2 separate regions of the Mus musculus genome follow, and region 1 is linked to region 2. A link is a contact called in public HiChIP or PLAC-seq data. All regions are on one chromosome and are shown on one strand. The core of a region is the stretch at or near the end of the contact, and the rest is flanking DNA. Distances in the headings are between cores, read along the strand shown.

Region 1 (6,811 bases), core at 3,858-6,357, 660 kb before region 2:
AGGTCCAGAGCACTTGCTATTCTTCTAGAGGCCCTGAGTTTGGTTTCCAGTACTCGTCCAGCAGCTCAGTCCTCTGTAACTCCAGTTCCAGTGGATCTAACACCTCTGGCCTTATCTGGTGCCTGTATTCACATGCCCACGCCCACATGCAGACACACACCTAGACACACTTAAAAAGGAAATAGTCTTTAAAAGTTGTTGCCAGTCATGGTGGCACACAACCTTTAATCCCAGCGCTCAGAAGGCAAGGGTAGACAGATCTCTGTGGGTTCAAGTCAGCTGAGTCTACAAAGTGAGTTCCAACCTCTTACCTGCCTCAAAAAAAATGTTATTTGAAACATTTCCTTTAAAGAAGTAATGCTTTTTATATACACAAAAATGTTTTCTCTTTGAGAAGAAACTCTGGTCGATTCTATGTGGGGAAGGAATAAGGCACAGCTAGAAGCTTTGGGGACCTTACCTCTCCAGCCTTGCTGAAATAGCCCTGTGATTGTCCACTGACCTCACTGGAAATAACAACTCAAAGTCCACCTGTGAGACTATTGACAGGTGTAAGTCCAGGGCCACTGGCCCTCCTGGTCAACTCTTCCTGCTGGCCTTTGGTTATAATGTGCTAAAAGTTTTATTTTTAATAAAAAACTTAAATAAAAATATAATTACATCACTTTCCTCTTCTATTTCTCCCCTCCAACCTTTTCCATGTCTCTCCTCTCTCTCCTCCTCAGACAGATGGCCTCTTTTTCTTTTCTTTTTTTGTTTTGTTTTGTTTTGGGTTTATTTTGTTGTTTTTCTTTCTTTTTCTTTTTCTGTTTTTGTTTTTGTTTTTGCTTTAAGATGAGGTTTCTCTGTATAGCCCTGGCTGTCCTGGAACTCACTTTGTAGACCAGGCTGGCCTCGAACTCAGAAATCCTCCTGCCTCTGTCTCCCGAGTGCTGGAATTAAAGGCGTGTGCCACCACGCCCGGCTCTCTTTTTCTCTATTATTACATATATGTGTATATATATATATACACATACACACACATAGACACAGATATACATATAACCATTGCATATCAGAAATACAACCTGCAGAGTCCATATGTCCATGACTTCAAGGCTGACCACTTGGCACTGGAAAACTAATTAAGGTTCATCCTGGCAGAGGCTAATTCTCCCTCTCTTGGCAGTCAGTAGTTAACTGTCTCTGTCTTGAGGATAGAATCCATGAGATTCCCCCTTCCTAGTTTATCAATACTGTCATTGCTCGAGTACGGCTTAGGCACACCATATTTGGTTATAACTTTTATTTTACTTAATTTTTTTAAAGGATTTATTTACTTATTCATGTATTTATTATGTATGTGAGTACATTGTTTCTGTCTTTAGACACACCAGAAGAGGGCATCAGATCCCATTACAGATGGTTGTGAGATGCCACGTGGTTGCTGGGAATTGAACTCAGAACCTCTGGAAGGGCAGTCAGTGCTCTCCAGTCCTTTACTTAAATTTTTTTTTAAAACTTATGATTATAAAAACCTTTATTCAAGGTTCATTTTTATAGCTGAGCACAACATCAAGTCTGCATGCTGCACAAGATAGGAAAACATAAGAGCAGACCCATGCCTACTGTGGTGCTGACACCATTTCCTGCTTCTATATAAGACTGACAAACTTTTGCAGAGTTTATAATTTTCTTTTTCTTTTCTTTTTTTTAAGATTTATTTGTTTATTTTATGTATGTGAGTACACTGTCGCTGTCTTCAGACACACCAGAAGAAGATATCAGATCCCATTACAGATGGTTGTGAGCCACCATGTGGTTGCTGGGAATTGAACTCAGGGCCTCTGGAAGAGCAATCAGTGCTCTTAACCCCTGAGCCATCTCTCCAGCCCCCTATAATTTTCTTAACTACTGGAGACATCCCTTATCTACAAACTAAGGCCCACTTTCACTTTCCAAAACAGCTAATGGGGGTTGGTCTGTTGTAGCTGACACTAAAAGCAGCCATTGCATAGCTTTTCAATACTTTCTTATGATTTGTTTTTTTGGTAGTTCAACAGAACAATTGTGACCCAGAACTGACATGTATTTTCCATAAACAGAGGCTAAAGGTTTTGCATGGTCCTTTTATTAATAATTGTGGGTTTTTTTTAACACATTTGATAAAGTATTAGTTAATCTGTCCCCCCAAAATGCCTTTTACACTTATTTATTTGTGGGAGGGGAGAGACATGTGTACCATGGCATGCACGTGGAGGTCAAAGGATAGCTTGTAGAAACTAGTTCTCCCCTTCCACCTTACATAGATTCTGGAGATTGGACTTAACAAATCGCTTGACAGCAAGAGCCGTTACCCAGTGTGCCATCTCGTCCTTAACTTTTATTTTAAAGGAATACTCTTCATTTAAACAATCACAAATTAACAATACTTTATCAGCATTTGAGAGGCAGAGGCAGGGATCTCTGAGTTCGAGGCCAGCCTGGTCTACAGAGGGAATTCCAGGACAACCGGGACTACACAGAAAAAAACCCCGTCTCAAAAAAAAACAAATCAAAACAAATAACTTCACAGTCTCAGACTAAGCCTTCAAGAATATTCTGTGTTCATTGAAGCACCAAGGGCAGGTTCCCACCTCTTTGGAGGGCTTGTTACCCACACTGATACAAAGTAGCAATAGCATTTGGCAACTGTCTTTATCTTCTCCTGAGTGTTAAGATTGCAAGGTCTATTCCAGAAAGAGAAATATCAATGTTTGGCTAAGTGCAAGAACCTTGAAAAGACACCCCTGACTCTTCGTCCTCTGTGCCAGCCTATCTTGGCTGCCTATCTTGGGGGAATTATACTGAGCCACTGGCTAAGATCCTGAGGGCTTAGCTCCTATTCTCAAGTAAGGAAACTGGACTACAGAGGGAGTGTGATTTCTCTTATATTTTTGGTTGTGAGCCTAGCCTTTAATGTCTGAGCCATCTCTCCAGCCTGAGTGTGATTTCTCAGTTGCTATAATAGCCAGAGGAGGAGTCTTCCAACTTCAGAGATTGGTCGCCTTCCTCCCAAAGCCCCAATCTCCTGCTATGTGGTGAATGGAGGAATCAGACAGCATCAGGAACCCAGAAGCCAAATCCTTCCCTCTACCAACCAACCAAACAACAAACCTGCCCAGGGCACCCGATGCTGGTTGCATGAGTTAGAGAGACAAAGGGGGAATTCAAAGACAACTGTGGAGATCTCTGTGAAATCCTAAATACAGGATTTCAGAAACACAATGGATACAGAAGCCAGTCTTCTGGCCCCTACACTAAGTGTCCTTGATCTTTAAGCTGAAGCACAGTGTTCAATTTGAAGCTAAGGGTTATCCCTCCAGGCCAGCATAAGCAAGTTCTAGTAGCCATGCTATCCCCTGCTCACTCAGAACGTGCACCCAAAGGCCACTGTCCCTTCACAAACATCATCTGGGTCCTGAGCTATGAAGTGGGCTCACCTGGGCCAGTGGTCACTGTCACCAAGCACCAAGCAGTTTTGCTACAGTGTTGAATGAAAAAATAAAAAAAAAAATAAAAACTGAAAAAGGGCATGACTGCTCCTAGGTGTGGTGGAGGGAAAAGTTCATTGTAGGTCAAAGGGAGAGCATAGCCAGAGGCAGAAACATCTGGGAGAGTCCAGAGTGACCAGGACCCTGAGCCACTGAGGAGAGGAAGGAGGGGACGGGGGATGGGAGGGAAGGGAATCAGGTGCAGGGGCCAAGATGTAAAAGAAAGGGGTGGATAACCAAAATGGCTGCACTCTACAGAGAAGAGCCTCTGGGATAGGGCAGCCCAGCCCCCGAGCTGGAGAGTTGGGGAAAGAGGGAACTAGAGGGTGGGGTATGCCAGCCATACCTGTAACAGGTAGGGACTGAAGGAGGCTGGGAGAACCTGGCAGCCAGGTCCGCTTTGATATATTAAATAGATCCTTCAGATAGTTCTCCCAGGGTTTGAGACTTCCCAAGAGTCTATCCCTTCCAATCTATAGCACTATAGAATCTATACCATTCTTTTTCTTCACATTCTTCCAGATTCTTCTTCTGGCTGCCCCACAGCAAGAGCATTATCACTCCCGTGTGTCATATGGGGAAACAGGGCTAGAGTATCCCACGGAGTAAGACCACTGGCAAAACTGCAACTGGAAACTAGAGTCCACTATCCTAGCTGCTAGCTTGTACCTTCTTCTCAGTCAGAGGGAAGCCATTTTCCAAGCTGGTACCCACCAAACGACATTTGTAGGGATAGTCTTAGATAGATCCCACAACTTAGAATCAGTGGGCAGAACAGAGCTTCTAGTCAGCAGTTCAAGTCTCAGCTCAGCTATGTGTTAGCTGAGTGGCTTTAGACAGTGACCACATCTCTGGGAGCCCACGTTCCCTCCTACAAGATGGTGTCATTGACAGCACTGACCAGGAATTGCTCTGGGTGGGTGGAATGGGATGGAGCAGGGCAGGGGACTGCCCTTTTCTACCTTCTCTTACTGGACCTATGTCTGTGAGGCAGATGAATCTCACATAGGATGTAGTCCGTGGCCTCAAGGAGAGGACCCAGGTTAAAACAAGAGGTGGATCAGAGGATCCAGCACATTGAGCCCCCAGGCAGGCTCCAGGGGGAAGGAGGCTGAAAACAGGCTGCCCTCCTGTGTGACCTGGCTAGCGCCTTCCCATCAGCAAGCGGGCCTGAGAGACAAGGATGCCCCCATTCACTGCCCCATGTTTTCACTACAATAACCCTGGGAGTAAAGAAGGTGCCTTAGCCCTTCCCAGATGGGGAAACAAAGGCAGGTGAGGCTCTGTCCAAAGTGCCAGAGCTTCCCCACAGCTCCCCACCCTCCTGGATCTGGCTCCCCAACTTCCCTCTTACCTCGAAAGGGGAAGGTGGCCAGTCTGTTCAGGTTCTCTTCCAGTTTCCCATAGTCTACCTCTGCGGTGGCGGTGAATGGGGTGGTCACGGGTGGGTAGATGCCGGCAATGTCTACCTTCTTGCCCTTCACATTCCTAGACAAGCCCCTGCTCAGACCCTGCCTCATGGAGGCCCAAATTTGGGGGCCCAGCATTTCTGCGGGAGGTCTGGAGCCTCAGCTGTCTGTGACCACAGGGGAACTGAGTTTGGACTCCTTCCTCCCCGCTCTGTTAATGATCTACATACACAGTTAAAATTTTGTGTTCCCACCACAACCTGTGGGCATGGCTTGGGAGCGTGCAGCTTTGCACTGGGTGTCCCAGGTCGGGGGCGGGTCTAGAGAGTCTCCAGGCCGGCTTTCTTCCCTGCTGGAAAGCCGCTGGAGAAACGCCACAATTACGGCCTAAAAGAGAGCTGGCCCTTGGGGTTTCAACACTAAAAACAGTCTCTGACAGGGACCTCTTTACCCAGCGCCAGGGCCTGGAGCCACCCACCCCACCCTTACCCCCGACCCCAACACGCACACCCTCCGTTTCCAGGCTGGCTGAACATGACGGAACTGATTGGTTGAGCTGGCCTGGCCCCGCCCTACTGTAGCCAACCACTTGCTCTTCCAGAAGCAGTTGTGAAAAATCACTCCTCCTGTCTACAAGTGGCTGCCAAGGGCCGTCACGTGTTAGCCCTCTGCTGGCCACACAGGGACACACAGCTCCATGGAACAGTCTTGAAGATAGGAGCAGAAGATGAGTATGCCACAGTGTGAAACATACCACAATCGCGGCCCCAGGGATTAGGAAAGAAAAGCAGGATGAGAGGGACAAAGCAAGGCCAGGCCAGCGTCGGGAGACCTACTAATTCAGGACCCAAGGGACTCCACATTTCCTGCGTTCCCAAGCTCACTCTAGCATCCAGTCTTTGCTCTTACGTGTTTGGAGCACGAACAGAGACAAACGCCACAAATAGCAAAGCCAGCACTTTATTGTGTTGCATCTAGGGGTGTTCCTGCTAGACTGGCTGCAGGCAGCTCATAGTAGGGGGTTGGGTGCCCAGCTCCGGGTAGGTATTTACTGGGCTGGTATAGGCTGAGGTGTCTCACGGCCACTCCCAGGCCTCTCCAGTCCGTTCTGCTCTGATTCTGGCTCGGGATGCTCCAGGGCATGCCGGGTGTCTGCTTGCCAGAGCTGGACCAGGTCCGTGGGGGTCTTTCCCGCCTGGAGAAAATAGAAGTAGACATACTCAGATTTGAGCAGTCCACCCGAAATTGTCTTCAGCTGTACCAGTGGTTCTCAGCTAGAGGCAAATGCCCAGGGGTAAAGCCATCTTGCATTTCACAACTAGAGGTTATGGTTGCTACTGCTATCTAGTGGGCAGAGACCTGAGATGCTGGGACAGTGCACAGGAAAGTCCCTTCATTATGAATCGTCCAGCCCCAGTGTCTGCAAGGCTAAGACCATCCACACCCTCTCCATGTGCTCTTGCTTCCCTCAATGTCCCTATGCTTTCCTGTGCCAGAAGAACTTTTCCATGCCCCTCTCCTGTGATTGTTCTGTGAACCAATAGATAGGCTTGGGCCAGAGGACATCTATTCATAGAAAGTCTGAGACCTACCACGAACCAACATGAGGTGCTAGAATGGCCACACCAACCAAGTAATTTGATTCCCTTTCCACTGGCCCTCCATGGATTGGGCCTGGGCACTGCGATCCCCTTCACCTATCTGGGAACCTTGGGGAAGTCCTCCCATTACCTCTCTTATTGTTTCTCTAAACTTATGCTTTGGGCCTTGACACATGAAGGGAGACCTGGGATTAGGATGGTGTAGCCAAGCGCCAATGACATGAGTACCTAGGCTGTGGCTGCCCCATGGCCTCTGCAGAACATCCACCATGCAAGGGCACCCCAAACC
Region 2 (7,463 bases), core at 339-2,838:
TGCTCTGGTTCTGTCTCTTTACCCCCTTGCCCCACCCACTACTGCTGCCTCAACTCCAACGATGGCATCCATGACAAGGTTCTCAACCCCCAACCCTTTGCATCCTTGCCCTTCTGCCATGACAGGGCTCCCCATCACACAGACACTTCAAGCTCAGGATCTCTAAACTTTAAATCCTCCCGTTAGCATTGCTCTCTAATGGCTTTTATAACATCCGGCTTAACTTTGGCATTTTATAGTCCCTCCTTCTTGGCTCAGGATTCTCAAATTTTCAGTGTCTCAAAAGAGGGGTCTGTCCCTGGATCTCAGATCTAAGGATTTACTGGTCATATGCATTTCTGAGCACATTTTCTGGCCAGAGTTAGCACCAGAGGATAGAGACTCCACAGCAAAAAAGATTGAGCTAACTTTGAGGAACTTAGAGCTGAATACAGGAAGCATCAATTAAAGCCATTCTGGAAAAAATAAAGAAATGTTTTTATAAGCTCAATTAAAGAACTCTAATAGTGTGAAATGGCTATCACGGTGTGTCAGAGTAGGGGCAGAGGCCAAGGATATCCTAAACAGGGGGAATGGCAGGCAGCATGTTCATCTCTGCTTTAGGGACCCTTGGCCTGTGTTAGGTGGAGAAACTATGCCCAAAGATACCCAGACTCAAATCTCTAGGATCTGTGAATTTGCTACATTATAGGACAAGGGTCTGAAGTTGTAGATAGATGTATTGAGGCTGCCATCAAGGGGCCCTTAGATGTCTTTTCCTGGACGATCCGGGCAGTTTAATGTATTCCCTCAGAAGTGGGAAAGGGGCTGGTGACATGGCTCAGGGTAAGGGTGCCTGCTGCCTAGTGTCTAGCCACTTTGATCAGTTTGATTTACCAGAACTCCATGGTGGAAGGAGAGAACAGACTCTGTCCACTCTGTGAACCGAACAACATGTGCATGCACATTCCCACACAAGCACACAAAATAAATAAACTAAGATTTTTTTTTTTTTTTTTAAAGTGGAGGAAGATGGAAGAAAGCCAAAGAGCTCTGATAGTGGAAGTGGAACAATCGTGTGTGGAAGGTTCTTGGCAGTGATAACATCTATCTATCAAAGATTATGCTTAACACCCATGTGCCCTTAGAGGGCCAGATCCAAGGAAATGCAGAAGGGTCACAGGAGGGCACCCAAGGGCAACGCCAAGACCCTAGGGCCAGGTGCTTCTCCTTCCCCTTCCTGCAGGCCTTCCCTATTCTTGGGGGCAGTGTCTCAAGGACAAGTCCCAAGGGACAAGGTGGTTGGGACAGCTGTGCTATGCCTCCCCACTTCAAGTCTGAGACTAGCTAGCCCTACAGTCTGTCTTCCCTCCCCCAGTTCCAGCACCTCAGACTGCTCTTGGGGGACATCGAGGTGGCTGCCTGCTTTCGGGACACACGTGGCACGAGCAGGGGTCGGCGCCGGGAGCTGGCGGCTGGTCGTGTGGACTTCTCACTTCCCCTCCCCAACCGCCGCGCGTGCAGGTGCCACGCGGAGCCCCGCAGGCGGGGCAGACCCTCTGGACACGCCCCCGTGCGAGTCCCCGCTGCCCGGCAGGAGGAAGCGCCAGAGTCGCCACTGTCCTGAGCACAGCTGGACTCTGCTTCTAACCCCGCGCCAGCGACGTCGCCTACCGCGGCTGTGGGCACCGGATACCGTGCTCCGGTGCCAGCCGGGGATGCGAGCTGCTCCCGGGACGGCATGGCAGCCTCAGGTGGGTAGCAGGCGCAGCGCTCTCCAGCTCCCGGCTCCTGGCTCGCGCGCCCCTGGTCCTTGAGGCTCTCTGACACCACCCTCCCAGTCTTGAGACCTGTCTCCCTACTTCTTTAGTCTTTAGTGAGGGGATTTTGTATTCTTTCCGGTCTTTTCTCCAGTCTCTGTCGCAAACTTCCCCTCTGAACTTTCTCACGTTTCCCCTAACCGGTCTGTGCACGATTCTGTCTTGCTCCTGCCTGGGGCTCGACCTATCCCAGTTTCTAAGTCTTCTTTTCTCCCTTCTAGCTGTAAGTTGCCAAGGGTCGCTTTCTCAGCTCTAACTCTGAGTACTCTGAGGACAGTTGATAGGAGGTGGAGGGCGGATTCTGTAAGAAGCCAGATGCTTCTCTTAGGGTCTTATCCAACCAATAGGGGGCGCTCAGGCAGTCTTAGGTGGTCCAGGGACAGCTTCAGAAGCCCCCTTTGTCCACCGCGATTGTATATCTTCTCTGGAATTTTGGTAAAAAACCGAGACCACACTCTAATTTTACTCTTACTCTGTTCTCTATGTAACTTATGTGCCCAGGGGTAATTGGAATTTGGTGGGCAAATCATCAAAAGGTGCCAGAAGTTTCTTCTGGTTGGTCTTGGGTTTCTTTCTAGCTCATGAGCATATGTACACTTGGCAAGTCCTTAGCTCGCTGAGGTTCAGGACAAACCATGTAAGGACAACGTTGAGAGACAGTTAGTGAGCAGCACCTATACACCTCAGTGGCTATAGGCGTAGTAGATTCTTGGTGAGAACCTTGTCGGTCTGGTCTCTGTTCACCACAGAGTTTTGGTGGTGTGAAAGAAAACAGTAACTAAATGAGGAATTGCTAGATGAGAAGAGAGAGTTGCCATGTTTTCGGTTTGGCTGACTTGTGTTTACCTAGCTCCAGCGTGATGCTTTGAGAGAGAATGAAAACCAGATGATAGCATCTCTTGAGAGAGATCGTGTAGCGTGGGCTGGGGGAAGTCAATGCTTGGGAGGGAAGGGAGCAGATGCTAAAGCCAACTGTCTCCAGATCTGCTAAGGTCTAGCCTTGGGTCATGGTACTTTGGAACGAAGGTAGAAAAGGCTTTGATAATACATGCTTATTATTATTATTGAAGGGGCTGGGAGGGTGGTTCATCAATGGCCTGCGGTTCCCTAGCCAGGCTCTATGGGATAAAGCAGCACTGTGGCTCAGGGTCCACTCACTGGACAAACTTTATTGAGTGCTTGCCGTTTCCAGGCACTGTCGTAAGAAGATGAAAGCTGTGTAACTGAGAACAGGGGAGGCAACAGCTCATTGAATAACAAAATCAAGGCAGGTGCATCGGGAAAGTGGACAGGGGAAAGTAGGCAAGCCCTGAAGGAGGGAAGGCAGGGGGTCCTGGGGAGGAGTATGTCCCAGGCAAGGGGTCTATTCTATGTGTTTGAGATACACGGAACAGCTATGGTAGCTGGGTGGATGGAGGGTTTGGGGAGAGTTAAAAATAAGGTGGCTAAGCTCCTGTTTGTCTCCTTTCCTGGATGGGATGGGCTCTGGGCTGCTGTGCACTAGAGGACAGCACACTGGGAAGCCTTTGAGCAACCTGCTTTTCCTGTCCAGTGTCTTGATGGCTGGCTCTAAGGGGAATAACTGAAGGGGCTAGGTTTGAAGGGTGGACTCAGGTTCAGATGAAGACTCTAACCCAACAACCAAAGCTGGGGTAGTGGATAAAGCTGTCCAAAACTCTGCTGTCAGTGTCCTCTGTGGTGGAACACTATGCCAGGCGGTGTGAGACTGCGTTCCTTTGGGCTCCCTGGGTACTTGTCTATACTTATGAGTAGCCCTGAGGGCAGGTCATATATAGTTAGGGGAAAGCCAGGTTTCCCACTAACATGCTATAGGCTGGAGAGCCATCCAGGCCAATATCCTGTATGGCGTCCTTATTTTAAAAACAATGTCATAATGCATGCACTCAATATGCTGTGTGCCCAGCTTTTGATACTGTGGCATGATGTCATCTATGAATGAGTGGAGCCACACCCATAGCTATCCTGGGACACATTCAGCTCATGGGCTACTGATTGGCTGTGCCTGAAAGAGTGCTGTAAGTGGCCTTTAGTGTCCTTGCCAGTATGTGAATCTGGGAGAATGTTATTATCAACTCAAAGAGAGGTCTTTTCTCTTCTCACCTCCTCTCCAGTATTTCTTCTAGATTGCCCCACTCTGGGCTTGCCCATGAATGGGATTATGTAGTCTGTGGTTTTAGTGACTGACTTCCTTCACACTGCATGATGTGTTCAAGGTTCACTCAACTGTAGCCTAATCCCCCGGTCTTCTTAAATTTCTTGCCATTAGAGGGTGAGTGTCAGTCTTCCTCTTCCATTCCCTGACTTGTTTGCTTGTTGAATGGCCTTGAGAGCAACCAGCCTGTGCTTGAATAGTTTCTCTTATTTACCAGAGAGAGTGAGGAAAGCGCCTGGGACTTCCCCAAAGGCGCCAGGTCTGCAGCTGGTGAAGACTAGAGCCCCCCTCCCCCCAGGTCTTGGCCCCCAAGAACCTGAGGATAGCTCTCAGACCCCGACCAGCTCCCTGCCAGGATCACCTCTAAGCCCTTCCACTATTCCTGGTCTTCTAGCACCACAGGGCCAGCAACATGGCTTAGTGAGTAAGGGTGCTTGTCACCAAGCTTGAGTTTGGTCCCAGGGGCCCACATGGTAGAGAGGGAGAACCAAATCCTGTTGCTTGCTCCCAGCCCTCCATACATGGGCCGTGGCTTCATGAACACACCCAGCGTGCACACACACATAGAACAGACAAACAAAACGGTGCACAGGTTCAAACGTGGGCTCCACTCCAAGGTCACCTGCGGTCACTTCTCTGTTCTTTTCTCAGATGGTTTCTGAATCATTCAGTGTCATCTCTCTTTTAGCTCCCCCCTCCCCCAACTGGGACTCCCCTTTGTGGTCAGCCAGCCCTGTCCCCAAACCATTCCCCTCTCCTGTAGCCAAACCTGTTCTTTGAGCTTCAGGAGAACAAAGCCCCTTTCTCAGCTTTGCCTGGGTTTATGGGTTCCTTGCTGGCTCACACGTTGTTTCTCTTACTGAATAGGAGAAAGAGAGAAGTAATTTAGAATGGGGAGCAATGACTTCTGGACTCCCCACACAGGGAGAGCTGCTGACCAAGCAGATGGCCCCATGGCGCTCCCTGGCAGGCCAGGGGGGAACTTGAACTTCCACTTTGAACTCTTGTTTTACAGCTGCTCCACCTTTTGGTTTTAGTGACCCTGAAGTCTTTGGGATGGTAAATGTAATTGCCATCATGTATGCTAAGGGCAGATATTCCTCCATTTACGATAGTGGTCCAAATCACACACCCACGCACATACAACCCCCCCCAAACACACACACACACACACATCCCCCCCCACATCGAGAGAGAGAGAGAGAGAGAGAGAGAGAGAGAGAGAGAGAGAGAGAGAGAGGTCATGACATTAGCTTGACTGAAGCTTAACTACTTCCTTCTCAAATATTCTTGCTAAATGGGGGTTGGGTTCAAACTTTGAACCCCAGCAATACGCCACTTTAAATGGCTGTTTTCTATATTCAGTTGTGGTTTTAATGCGCTTATTTCAGAACAGATTTAGATTTTTTCAGGAGAATGGCAAGAACCATTAGAGCAGCAGTTCCCAACCTTTGTGGGATATGATCACTTTGGGGCTCAAATGACCCTTTCACAGGGGTCACCTAAGACCATTGGAAAACACAGATATTTACATTGTGACCTGTAACAGTGGCAGAATTACAGTTATGAAGTAGCAACGAAAATAATTGTATGGTTGGGGGGGTCACAATATGAGGAACTGTATTAAGGGGTCGTAGCATTAAGGAGGTTGAGAGCCACTGATAAAAAGAGTTCCTACATATTCCAAACCTTCCTTCTTATTGGCAATTTACATGAATACAACACACTTACTGAAATTAGTGAATTGATAATTATTATTTGGGGTGGGGGTGCCTTTTAAGACAGGATGCCATCATATAGTTCAGGCTAGCCTGGAACTCACTGAATGTTGCCTAGTGGAGTCTATAACTCTTGCTTCTCCTGACTCGCTTCCCATGTGTTGGGTGGTGAGTTGTTTTTTTAGTCCTATTCTTTATTCAAGTGTTTTAGTTTGTACACAGTGTCCCAGGTTCCCATTCATGACACCATACTTCATTTACAAGTGAGGCATCCTTTGGTGCCTCAGGGCTGTGATTTTATCATATCAGATCTCGATCAGCTTTGACAGTTCTCTTTCAAGATTGATTTTATGGGTATCCGTGTCTTGCCTGATGCCGGAGGAGGTCAGATAAGGGCATCAGTTATCCTGGAACTGGAGTTACAGAAGGCCTGAGCCATTGTGTGGATGCTGGGCACTGAGCTCTGGTTCTCTTTAAAGCAACAAGTGTTCTTAGTCGCTGAGCCAACTCTCAACACCCTCGACAGCCTTTGAAGACTGCAGTATTTTCACTGATTCTTTGAGAATCTCATATGCCTGTACACCATGTTTTGATTATATTCATCCTCTACAACTTGGCTTGGAGCCTTTGCTTTCTCCTCCCAACCTATATTCCACTTTGAAAGCCCTGAGAAACACGAGTCAGTGAGTTTTGAGGATTTTCCCCTGGTTGGATTTAGCTGATGTTTTCCTGTTCATTAGATTGGGAGGATCGTACGTTGTTGGTGGTGATCTTGGTTATGGAGTGGAGCTGTTTGCTGAGTTTGTGCCCAATGAAGTCACTTTCCCTGTCTTTCCACATTGGGCTCTGTGAAAAGAAATCTCTAGATGCAGCCACATTTATGAAGAGACGTATTCTGTTTCCTTCAGGGTGTGGCCCTCTTGGGATTTATATGTGTAAGATATCTGTGTCCCCCCCCCCCCAGTTTTAAATTATTATTGTTTTACTAGTTTACTAGTTTTTGGTGCTGGAGATTGAAGTAAGGACCTTGTGCTACGGCACTGAGCTACATTTCCCAGCCTCTCTTCGGTTTCTTTACCCACTCACCCAATTCTGTTACTGTGTCCATACATAATGGATCCACGGGCCTTTAGTATAGCTCTGGCTTGCAGTGTCTTGTTGCTTCCTTGTTTTCTTTCCCACTCTGCTCCTGCTTGGCCTGTGGGAGCTTCTTCAGCTGCCTCTCATTTCCTCTCTGTGTTAGTTTTTGCTTGAGCACATCCTTATTTATGGACATACAAGATGTTTTGGGCTCACTGGACACTTCTTGCTGTCTGCAATACATATTACTAGAATCACCAGGAGAACCCACCATTTCTCTAAGAATTTCTGGCTCTTTTTTTTTTTTTAAATAGAAAATAGTATTTCAAGCCAATGGCACTAGATGTTTTATTTCTAGTTTATATGTTCTGGATTATATGTCACATTTCTTTGACCTTTAAAATAGAGTGCTCCTTAGAAATTCAGCCTGTGGGGTCTGCAGTCAGTGGGGTCCATGCGGTCAGCACCTGGTGCAGTCCTCATGGCTCTTGGCCGCAGTTCATGAAGAATGAGGTCAAGTACTGCCTGCCAGGTGAGGCTGTTGAGAGTGTGCACCTGGCCTTATCTTGAGGCTTCAGTGAGAGCTGAGGTGCTTAGTAAAATGGCAGGTCAGTGCCCAGGAAAGAAAGATTAACCATTTCTGGTAACTCTATATTTAAGGAATAGCAATTGTTACAGAGAAGGAAGCCAAAG

What was found. HiChIP or PLAC-seq counts read pairs in DNA pulled down with a chosen protein or histone mark.
Region 1: a contact with region 2 is called in a FOXA1 HiChIP or PLAC-seq map of pancreatic cancer cells. The contact joins the promoter of Hoga1 here to the promoter of Pik3ap1 in region 2. A contact is called at or near these places in 2 of 39 promoter capture datasets (hippocampal neurons and liver) and 1 of 115 datasets of contacts at active chromatin or transcription factors (pancreatic cancer cells).

What each region holds. Positions count from the first base shown.
Region 1 is chr19:42,044,166-42,050,976 of GRCm38.p6, reverse strand. It overlaps Hoga1 (4-hydroxy-2-oxoglutarate aldolase 1), which reads right to left and starts at 5,107. Exons shown (of 7, transcript NM_026152.2): 1 at 4,867-5,107. The coding sequence starts at 5,059. Ankrd2 (ankyrin repeat domain 2 (stretch responsive muscle)) reads right to left here. Exons shown (of 9, transcript NM_020033.2): 9 at 5,867-6,116. The coding sequence ends at 5,970.
Region 2 is chr19:41,379,227-41,386,689 of GRCm38.p6, reverse strand. Pik3ap1 (phosphoinositide-3-kinase adaptor protein 1) reads left to right here and starts at 1,588. Exons shown (of 17, transcript NM_031376.4): 1 at 1,588-1,733. The coding sequence starts at 1,721.